Regions from separate parts of the Hordeum vulgare genome. Here region 1 is linked to region 2. A link is a contact called in public Hi-C data. All regions are on one chromosome and are shown on one strand. Each heading gives the region's core, a stretch centred on a gene start, on an enhancer-like site or on the middle of the called end of the contact. The rest is flanking DNA. Distances are from core to core; before and after follow the strand shown. Region 1 has its middle 12 kb from the start of LOC123402384. Region 2 holds the start of LOC123402653 (pentatricopeptide repeat-containing protein At4g02750-like).

Evidence for each region. A called contact is a pair of places that touch in the nucleus more often than the background predicts.
Region 1: a contact with region 2 is called in a Hi-C map of seedling, with 2.6 times the contacts expected there. The contact joins the enhancer-like site here to the promoter of LOC123402653 in region 2. A contact is called at or near these places in 2 of 6 Hi-C or Micro-C datasets (leaf and seedling).

Annotation. Positions count from the first base shown.
Region 1 is chr6H:34,694,972-34,700,155 of MorexV3_pseudomolecules_assembly, forward strand. No RefSeq gene overlaps it. Among protein-coding and RNA genes, the nearest start is that of LOC123402384, 12 kb to the left of the region's middle. Within about 2 kb of position 1,715, at least 3 of the 3 cell types and tissues checked have open chromatin away from gene starts, as enhancers often do. A contact at or near this core is called in leaf and seedling, where this site is marked.
Region 2 is chr6H:34,567,823-34,573,234 of MorexV3_pseudomolecules_assembly, forward strand. It overlaps LOC123402653 (pentatricopeptide repeat-containing protein At4g02750-like), which reads left to right and starts at 3,159. Exons shown (of 9, transcript XM_045096584.1): 1 at 3,159-3,533; 2 at 3,625-3,801; 3 at 5,260-5,307; 4 at 5,406-5,412. The coding sequence starts at 3,462.

The DNA of each region.
Region 1 (5,184 bases), core at 465-2,964, 130 kb after region 2:
AAACTCTTTATATATAAGAAACATAGTGTCATGGAGAATATACGCAGATATTAGCATGAATGCAAGTAATTCACTACCACTACATGTACCGGAGGCATGAGCTGCACGATGCAGTTTTTCTGAAAAGAGAGTGCAAGCTTCCGGCCTCTTCATCGATTGATGCCCACTATATTTCTTACCTTTTTAGAGTCCAACATGGCAAAAGGGAGTACAAGAAGAGCAAGGCCATAATAATAATTAACAAGGCCGAGACAACCAGAAATACTTAGAGCAACTCTAGCAGACTCTGTATAATCACAACCTGCAAACGCGTTTTGCAGTTCGACGAAGTGGGGCTTTGCACGACGAAAAGTTGCGCTGTAGAATAGAACCCGCATAATAAAACTGCATAATTTAAAAAATAAACATTTGCGGGCAAAATTGGAACCATAGTTATGATCATACAACACTACATTCAACTAGAGGGGGGCATCATCTACTGGAGCTCATCGGAGCTCACCAGAGCTACTACCTATCCTACCGCACTACGCAAAATGGAGCTCACCGGAGTCGAGCTCGTGCAGTAGTAGATATCCTACATTTAGACTTCGTCATCGTCGTCCTCGTCGGAGGAGAGCTCGACGTAAATGCGCTTCTACGCAATCGCTTCGCGACGCCACTCCTCCACCTTGTGGCCGAAGGCGATGGCCGACGCGACACCTTGCTCGTAGAGCACGGTGTCGATCTCCTCCTCCCTCCGGCGGCGCTGCTGGTCCTCTTCCACCTCCTGTGCATTCCGCGCCAGCAACACGGGCAGGAGGCTATCCGCCTCCACCGGAGGGAGGAAATCCTCCGGTCCGACGACGGCCCCAGCACGTCGCTCCGGCACCACCTCGGCCTCCGGCTCCATCTTCACCGGTGGGAGGGAGGAGGACGAGCGCGAGCTCGACGCCTCGAATGAGTTGCTGCCGGAGAAGAGACGGCCGCGCGCGCGGTCGTACTCCTCTGTCTCGCGATGGAGGAGCGACGACAGCAGTGTCAGGCCCCACCGCGTGTACCGGCGGACGGCACGCTTACGGGCGGCGTCGGATCTGATGCGACGAGCCCTCTCGGGGTCGTCGTTCCTACGGCTACCGGAGCTGGCCATCAAGGACGCTGGATTGGAGCGGCTACGCGGCGGAATGGAAGCGCGTGGCGGCGGATTGGAGGCGCCAGCGGTGAGGTGGGGGGGGGCTTTTCTTCGCGGCGGAGGGATAGGGTTTCGACCAGCATCCAACGGTCGAACCCGCAGTTATGCCGGTCGAGCGGTCGCGTTTACGGGCCACCGCAAAAAATTTCCTGATCGGATCGCGTTTGCAGTATCAGCTCTGAAAGGAAAAAGAGCCCAAACCCGTAGTCGCCGGATTTTTTACGGACCGATCATTTTGCGGGGTCTACTAGAGTTGCTCTTAGGAATAAGGAGTTCAAAAGCGGTGAGTTCAACTCCACCGACTTCTACAAGCACACCCGTAAGAACCATTCCACCACCGCGTTGTGGATTTAAACTGGCAGCGCACCATCGTGATCTCTTGAAGAGGTAACTCTCTTGTCATCGACTACACAAAAAATATCATATTTTGGAGGTGTTTTGCCCCTTCATTTAATTTCAAAATAGAGAGGCAGGTCCAGGGCCGGATCCAGCCCAGCGGGCCGCCTGGGCCCCTTTTGTATACTGCATCAATTGCTACAGTATAATGCTACATTATATAAAGGAGTTGGGCTTCATGCCACGACCCCGGACCTCCGTGGCCTCGGGCTTAGATCCATCACTCGGCAGGTCCATTGTGCACTTAAGCTCACTACGAGGTTCAGCCTACTCAACCTTTCTTCTGCCCCTCTCTCTCTTTCTCTCATGGTCTCGAAATAGGCTGTCGTCCTGCTTCATAAATGAAACACCGAACTAAAGTTCATGGTTGAACGATACAATATGATGGGGGATCTCTTACATGGCAAATCAAAAGATAAAACATGAACCTAGAACAAGCCTAACACTTTGTCGAGGACCAAACAAAGACCCCTGAGCTCAATGACAACGTCCCCAAGAGAATGACAGCGCCAAGCATCACCGCTGCCGAGTCTGGCAACAGAAAAATATTTTCACCGGGAGACGACACTGTATTCAAGAAGCAAGCGGCACCCACGGGTGTCACCGTCGCCGGCATGAGAAGCACAGATCTTTCACTCGGACACTCGTGTGTGCCACCAAGAGGAGCCCCGACCACCACCCCAACGAGGTCCAAATTGTCCACCACAGATTTGGGCCCTGCCAGAGCAGGCCTGCGCCTCTCATCACTACATCCCTAGTCGTCCACACGACCAAATGACGAAGCCAGCGCCGTCACCATACTGCGTGCCGAAAAGCCAACTATGGAGCCCGCCGTCCGGGACTGCCGTCCTCGCATCCATGCCCCTGGGTAACACCGACCATCCACGTCACGACCACTGAACCTCAGTTGTAAGAGTGAAAGGGACCAACTTTCACTCTCAGCCCGACATCAGCCACTGGGTTTGGGTCAACACCACCATAGTAGGACGCCGGTGCATGTGTCCCTAGCCGGTCCTGGTGGATCAGAGGAGATACAACCGAGTGCCTATCGTTGGCCGCTGCCTCCATGTTCATGGTCACCGGTGTCGATCCGTACGATGACACAACAATGCCCAAAGAACAACCCTCGGACCGATGCCACAACAAGCACCAAGCAGGAAGGGCACAACGCGAAGGCATCCAACACACACCAAGTCAATCCCTTGTAGGTGAGCACCACCGGGCATCGTCCACCACCACAGCCGCGGTAACGTACCTAAGCCACTCCTCGGGCCACCGGCCGCCAGATGTCATGCCTTCCAACAGACCTGACCCGCGCTCGCCACCTAAGGCTGCATAGAGGACCAGCCGATCCGCTCAAGACACCCGCGTAGCCTCCCAGAGTAGCCCCCATGAAAACCAGCGTCCAGGAGGCATGCCACCGCCGGGGACCATCAGATCCGCGCTGCCGGCCAACCCCCAAGGCCAGATCCGGTCAGGCATCCGTCCGCATGCCACCTCCCGAGATGGGAGCTCCGCAGCTGATGCGCCGCATGCGGGATGCAGGACGCCGACGCGCCACCACCAACGAGCCACTCCACCGCGTCATGCATCCGCCATCGCGTTGCTGGGCCCCACGACTACCCAGCGCCGCCACCAGAGGGCGCCGCCCCGCGAAGGCCTCCCACGAGCAGAGGAGGGGGAAGGGCCCACCGACATCGCGCTAATCGACTTAGCCCGTCAGCGCTTGTCGGTGGCAGTGGGGAGGAGGGGATGGAGGCGGGGCCGATGGGCTTGGCGGCTAGGGTTCCCCTCCGGCGTGCGCGGGCGCATCGCGGAGGTTTGCCCCCTCTCTCATGGTGTGGAACTTATCGAGTGGTGAAGTTAGGAATCTACTATTTGATGCGTTGTCGGGCAAACGCAGAGGCGAGAGGAGGCGAGGGATTTGAATGGGCTGGCCCATTAGCGCCTTTCACTAATCCCGGTTTTGGGAGATTCTCGGCCAGTTTTTTCCGGTTCTAGGAAAATTCTAGAAGGTTCCCTTGACCGGTTTTTCTTTGTTTTCTTTTTGTTTATTCTTTTCTGTTTCTGTTTCAAAAAAATGTTCTGGAATTGTTTTTTCTTCAAATACAAAAGATGTTTTTATTTTTTATTTTTTCTAAATTTCAAATACTTTTCTTTTTTCGAAAACATTCATAACTTGAAAAAATGTTTGGGATTCTCAAAAACTCTTCGAGCTTCTGAATTTGTTCAGGATATATCAAAATTATTCTCGGTTTCAAAATTTGTTGTCAAGATTTAAAAAATGTTCGTGCTTTAAAAAATTGTTCGTGCTTCCAAATTTGTTCGGAGGTTTTCAAAATTGTTCTCCATTTCAAAATTTTCTTCTCAAGATTCAGAAAATGTCCGTGCTTTAAAAAATTGTTGGCGCGTCCAAATTTGTTCAGGATTTTTTCAAATTGTTATCGGTTTCAGAATGTGTTCTCAAGATTCAAAAATGTTCGTGCTTTAAAAGATTACTCGCGCTTCCAAATCTGTTCGGTGTTTTTCAAATTTTTTGTACTTCAAAAATTATGTTCTCAAGATTCAAAAAATGTTCATTCTTTAAAAAATAGTTTGCGCTTCCAGATTTGTTTAGGATTTTTCGAAAATTTTATCGGTTTCAAAATTTGTTCTCAAGGTTCAAAAAATGTTCGTGCTTACAAAATTTGTTCGCGCTTTCAAATTTGACGGGGTTTTTCAAAATCGTTCTCCATTTCATAATTTTGTTCTTAAGATTCAAAAAAATATTCGAGCTTTATAAAATTATTCGCGCGCTTCCAAATTTGTACAGGATTTTGTAAAATTCTTCTAGGTTTCTAAATTTGTTCTCAAGATTCAAAAAGTGTTCAGTCTTTAAAAATTTGTTCACGCTTTCAATTTTTTTCTCTGTTTTAAAAAATGTTCAAAATTGGTCGCGCTTACAAATTTGTTCGAGTTTTTTACAAATTATTCCCCGTTTCAAAATTTTGTTCTCAAGATTCAAAAAATGTTCGTGCTTGCAAATTTGTTCAAGATTTTTCAAAACTATTCTCGGTTTCAAAATTTGTTCTCAAGATTCATAAAATGGTCGTGTTTGAAAAAATTATTCGCGCTTTAAATTTGTTCGGGTTTTTCAAAATTGTTCTTTGTTTCATAATTTTGTTCTCAAGGTTCGTGCTTTAAACAATTGTCCGCATTTCCAAATTTGTTTTGGGTTTTTCAAATTTTTCTCTGTTTTAAAAGTAATTCATGTTTTCAAAAAGTCATTGGAAAATTCAACATTTGTTCATTTTCATAAAAAAGGAAAAATAAAAAAGAAAGAAAACACGAACCAAAAAAGAAAGAAAGAAAGAAAGAAAATAAGCAGAAACGGAAAAAAGAAACAGGAAAAAAATGGATCGACCGAGTCGGGCGATCACCCTGTGCGGCCGAGCAACTCCCTGCGGCAGAATGCGGCAGGCATGACCTCCCGAGAAGTTATGCCACACTGTTGCGATACATCCATCCATCTCGCCTATAGCAATCGACAAAGTGGGCCCAAAACAATGTATCAGCTAGCAGTTTGCGAAAGTTTCCGTGACCGGTTCGTGGAACCTTCTACCAGTTGGGAAGGTTCCACA
Region 2 (5,412 bases), core at 1,909-4,408:
GCCGGTATTCTCCCTCTTCATGTAAACCTTGCAAAATAAGAGAGAAAAGATATAAGAATTGTACCGTGAAGTGAAATAACAGCCAAAGAAGCGATAAATATCAACATGAAAACATGATGCAAAATGGACGTATCACACGCCGCTTGCATCACCTCTTGCCGGCGGCCGCTGTAATGCCTCGTCGAGATCCTCATCGGAGGCCGTCACACGCGTCATTTAATGGCGGGTCATAAATTATCATCTAGCTTATTTACTAAAAATATAATAACAAAAAAATTAAAAGAAGAAGTGTATGGGAGTGACAAAAGTTTCTCTCAGGGCATGTACAATGGTGCTATCTTAGGAGTGCCACATAGGATAAATGATGAGGTGAAGGAGAGCGAACTCGAGAAAAATGCTTTGCCTTCTCTTATTTAAGAGAAGACAAGATGTGATCTCTTAGTACAATATGTCTCACAATGTTTTTAAGAATAACTAATTATAGAAGATAAGGCTAAGAGATGATCCATTGTAGACTTATTTTTTTGTCATCTCTAAATTACTCCCTCCGTTCCTAAATATAAGTCTTTTTAGAGATTCAACTAATGAACTACATACGGATGTATATAGACATACTTTAGAGTATAGATTCATTCATTTTGCTTCGTATGTAGACACCTAGTGAAATATCTTAAAAGACTTATATTTAGGTACGGAGAGAGTACATGCAAGATTTAAAATAAAAGTATCTTATCAACCATTGTACATGCCCTCACACAGCTTGTCTCCCTATGCATTGGGTGTCGGCCTTCCTTCCGCACGAATAACCTCGTGAACGGACGGCTGATGGTTCGCCGCTACGTACCACTTCCCTTAGAAACGTTTATGCGCTCTCCTCCCTCTAATCGCCTCTGAACATGATAAGAACTTTCCAGAACCTTCTGCAGCCACACCGCGGACCCCACAGGGCCTGTCCTCCCCTCCGCCTCTTCCGCGGCCGCGCCCTGGCCCCGCCGTCGCCCTCCGGAGGCGACATCTTCCAATGGAACTCCGCCATCAGCGCCCACCTCCGCGCCGGCAGGGTGGCCGCCGCGCGCCGTCTGTTCGACGAAATGCCGGAGCGGAACGTGTTCACGTGGAACTGCATGATCTCCGGCTTCGTTCAGAACCGGATGCTCGCGGACGCGCGCAGGGCGTTCGACGCGATGCCCGCGAGGAACCCGGTCTCTTGGGCGGCGCTCCTGACGGGCTACGCGCGGTGCGGGAGGGTCGCCGAGGCCAGGGAGCTCTTCGACCGGATGCCGGACCGGAACGTGGTCTCCTGGAACGCGATGATGTCGGGCTACGCGCGCAACGGGATGGTCGAGCGGGCGCGCGAGCTGTTCGACGCGATGCCAGCGAGGGACGACGTCTCGTGGCTGACCATGATCTCCGGTTACGTCAGGAGGCGGCGTGTCCGCGAGGCGAGGGAGCTCTTTGACACCGCGCCTTCCCCGTCGACGTCTGTCTGCAACGCGTTGCTGTCGGGTTACGTCGCGCTTGGTTGCTTGAAGGATGCCGAGGAGCTGTTTGGCCGGATGCAGAGACGGGACCCTGTCTCGTGGAATGTTATGATCACAGGCTATGCGCGGGCTGGGAGGATGCAGGTTGCGCAGAGGCTGTTTGATGAGATGCCCCAGAAGGACACTGTATCTCGGACAGCCATTATGCGTGGGTACTTGCAGAATGGCGATGTTGATGCTTCATGGAAGGTGTTCCAGGAAATGCCGGATCGCGATGCTGTTGCTTGGAACACAATGATCGGTGGTTTCGTGCAGAGTGAGAGGATGGATGATGCTTTGGGATTGTTCGCTGAGATGCCAGATAGGGATCTCGTATCTTGGAACACGATCTTGCAAGGCTATGTTCAACAAGGGGACATGGCTAGTGCAAATACCTGGTTTAGAAGAATGCCACAGAAAGATGAGACCTCGTGGAACACACTGATCTCTGGGTACAAAGATGAAGGAGCACTAGCTTTGCTGTCAGAAATGGTCAGAGGAGGACTCAGACCGGACCAAGCCACTTTGAGCGTTGTTATTTCTATCTGCGCCTCTCTTGTTGCACTTGGATGTGGAAAAATGGTGCATCTCTGTGCAGTCAAAACTGGCTTTGAGCGCGACGCTTTGGTCATGAGCTCATTGATATCTATGTACTCGAAGTGTGGTCTAATTTCTGAAGCTTCCCAAGTTTTCGAGCTGATGTTGCAGCGAGATACAGTGACATGGAATGCCATGATTGCGACATATGCTTATCATGGTATGGCTGCTGAAGCTCTGAAGCTCTTTGACAAGATGACTGAAGATGGGTTTCGTCCAGACCATGCAACATTTCTTAGTGTATTGTCTTCTTGTGCACACAAAGGCTATTTATATGAAGGTTGCCGCTATTTTAGAAGTATGCAAGAGGATTGGAACTTGGTTCCAAGATCTGATCACTACTCCTGTATGGTTGATCTCCTAGGAAGATCTGGTTTTGTACACCAAGCTTATGCATTCACAAGAAAAATCCCATCTGACCTTCAAGTAAATGCATGGGAGACACTGTTTAGCGCATGTAATGCTCATGGAGATGTTCAGCTTGGAGAAGTCATTGCAAAGAATGTTCTTCAGGCGCAACCTTCTGATGGAGGAATGTATACACTCTTGTCAAACTTATATGCTGCAAAAGAGATGTGGAGAAGTGCTGCCAATGTTAGAGGATTCATGAAAGAGCAGGGCTTAAAGAAGGAGACAGGGTGTAGTTGGGTTGAGCTGAAGGGGGAGGTTGTTTCCTTCTCATCCAATGACAACACACATCCTTTGATTGATCAGACATGCCAGGAGGTCGATAACCTTTCTGTCATGATAGAAGGGGCGACATGATAAGGTTATGAAAAATGGAACTCTGGCAGTCTGTGAGATCAGTTGATGGCCCTGATGGCTCCAAAGTCCAAAATTTGTCCTTTTTGTCAGGGGCCGGGGTACACCCAAATGAGAAGTTCTTGAAAGGATAGTGAGGTGTTGGAGCCTGTTCAATTCTTTAGTGATGACCCCTTACAAGATCGTAATCAAGAAGTTAAAAACAAGACAGTGAGGTACTGGAGCCATCAACTCTGCATTAGTGGTATCCTTTAAATTTCATTCAGACATCCATTTCTCAGCCAAGAGTCAGAGTTTCTCAGCAAGGCTACATTGGCCCACTATCAATATTTTAGGATAAACCAGATAAGAAAAGTCTATGAATTATCTTGTCAACCAATAGCAGCATATATATACACTAGATGTCGCTGTCATGACAGGCAAGATATTTTTCTCATCACAGCAATTGGAGACCACACAGTAATGCCTTGCCAAACAGACTGGTACTTTCGATAGCAATTTCCCTCCACTACCACACACTGATACTCTCTCCCTCTCCCCCTACCCCTCTGGCCCTCTGTCTGAACCACCCACCCCGCTTCAATGGCCATGGCAACCAATTATTCAATCTCCAACGCACCGTTTACCTTCAAACCATCTGCCCCACATAAACAAGTACACTATCCCAAACAAGCTATCTATTTCATCTGTTTCTTTCCCTTTAAATTTGAGCTTTCTGTTCATGCATTTTGTTTATTTTGTGAAGGTTCCAAATTGGAGATTTCCTACAATTAACAGTGGCGATGGTGGTGGGAGCATTTTCGCTATATCAAGGAGGAATTTAAGAACTTGGTTCAATGTCTGCGCTGTCACTGGGGACCAGAGCACCCGCGACGTCTTCAGTGCAGATTTCCCAAGCGATTACACAGAACTCATAGTGCAGGTAATTCCGGTGAAAACTTGTTTATTGACAACTGGATTCCTACAATGTTCTGGGGCCTTTGGTGCGGTGCCAGTTTTACACATCTATATTAGTCGCTTTGCTTTAATATATGGGCCCTGCATCTCATTGTGTGCAGCTGTACTTGAGATGAACTCACACCTCAAATGGCCAAATGTCGTCTGTCAGGCAGTTGTGAAATATCTGTATACTAGCTATGTCATTTTTTTTCTGAGACATTTTATTGTAAAATATTTCCGGTGGCCTACTTTACTTATTGAACTTACCTAGATAAGCAGTGCAAGGGTTTATGCATTGTCAGTTTGTCACGCATGTTACATATTCAATTGGGCTACCTTCACAGTTAGGTGGGAAATCAAACATTCCACACAGTATTTATTAGATCTGTCTCATAGTGCTGCAAAGTTATTGTTGCGGACAGTTGTCAGGCAGATTGTCACTCGACACAGTCCTAATCCCTCTGGTGCTGGTATTTGGAGTTTCAGCTGGGAGCCTCTTTCTGGGCAACAAAGATCTACAACCTTTCCTTCAGCTTCATCTAAGACCTTATGCACTCCAACTGGATATGGAATTCCAAATCCCCTCTGAAGTCATGGCTTTCTTCTGTCTTCTTCTCAATGATCGCCTCAACACCAAGGATATTCTGAGGAAGGAATTTACACTTAGATGATGTTGTCAGCTGCATTCTTCGCATTGAAGGGCTCCTTGAGAACAGGGATCATCTGCTCTGAACCTGCAGCTTCATCAAGGATAGTTGGGAAACTCTTAACCTCTTCCCTTGTTGTGATGTGATGGGATGGAAAACCTGTTATCCTCTGCCAAAGCCTCTTTAAACCTTTCTTGATGGAGGCCTTGTTGCTGCCTGGAACATGGAAACAGAACAATTTTCAAGATTTTTGAAAATGTCAATCCTAGCCTAGGCTCCTGGTCCTTCCTTTTTAAGAAGAACCTCCTCTTTATTGCAGAATGAAGGAGATTGATAGACCATATCTTAGCACTTGGCTGGATAGCCAGGGCTGAGTTTCTTTGCTCTTCTCTTTGTACTTTCACCTCACCCCCTTCTTTGTAAATGTCGTCTTTTCATACATTTTACTGTCGGGGCCTGCTCAACAGTTTGAGTTAAAAAAATTGAGTAACAGATATGAATGGTTGTGTGGAGTTTCATGCCCAGCAACTTGACACCATACTGTATCTGGATACTATAGACTAGATAGAATCCGTGAACATTCTAAATTGGTGGTACAGTTTGAGCTAACCTTGCTGGTAGCATCTTCTCTCACATGCTTATGCGGCAGAGAGGGCGATCATATCAAGTTCTTACTTTGATGATGAACAATGCAAGTAGTGCATTCACGGTAGCTTGTATGACGGTGTTTCTTCTGAAAGAAGATGCATGAATGATGTTACGACTAATGGGCTATACCTGTAGTGATTTCTCAGGCTAAAGAAGCTACAGAATCAGCTTTTAAGGATGGAAAACAGCTATTGGTGAGTGACTGGACCGTCATTCTTATCACATACTTGGTTTTACTTTTTTCTTTTCTTTTCTTTTTTGCCAGTGATTTTGTATGTATCATATAATACAGGAAATAG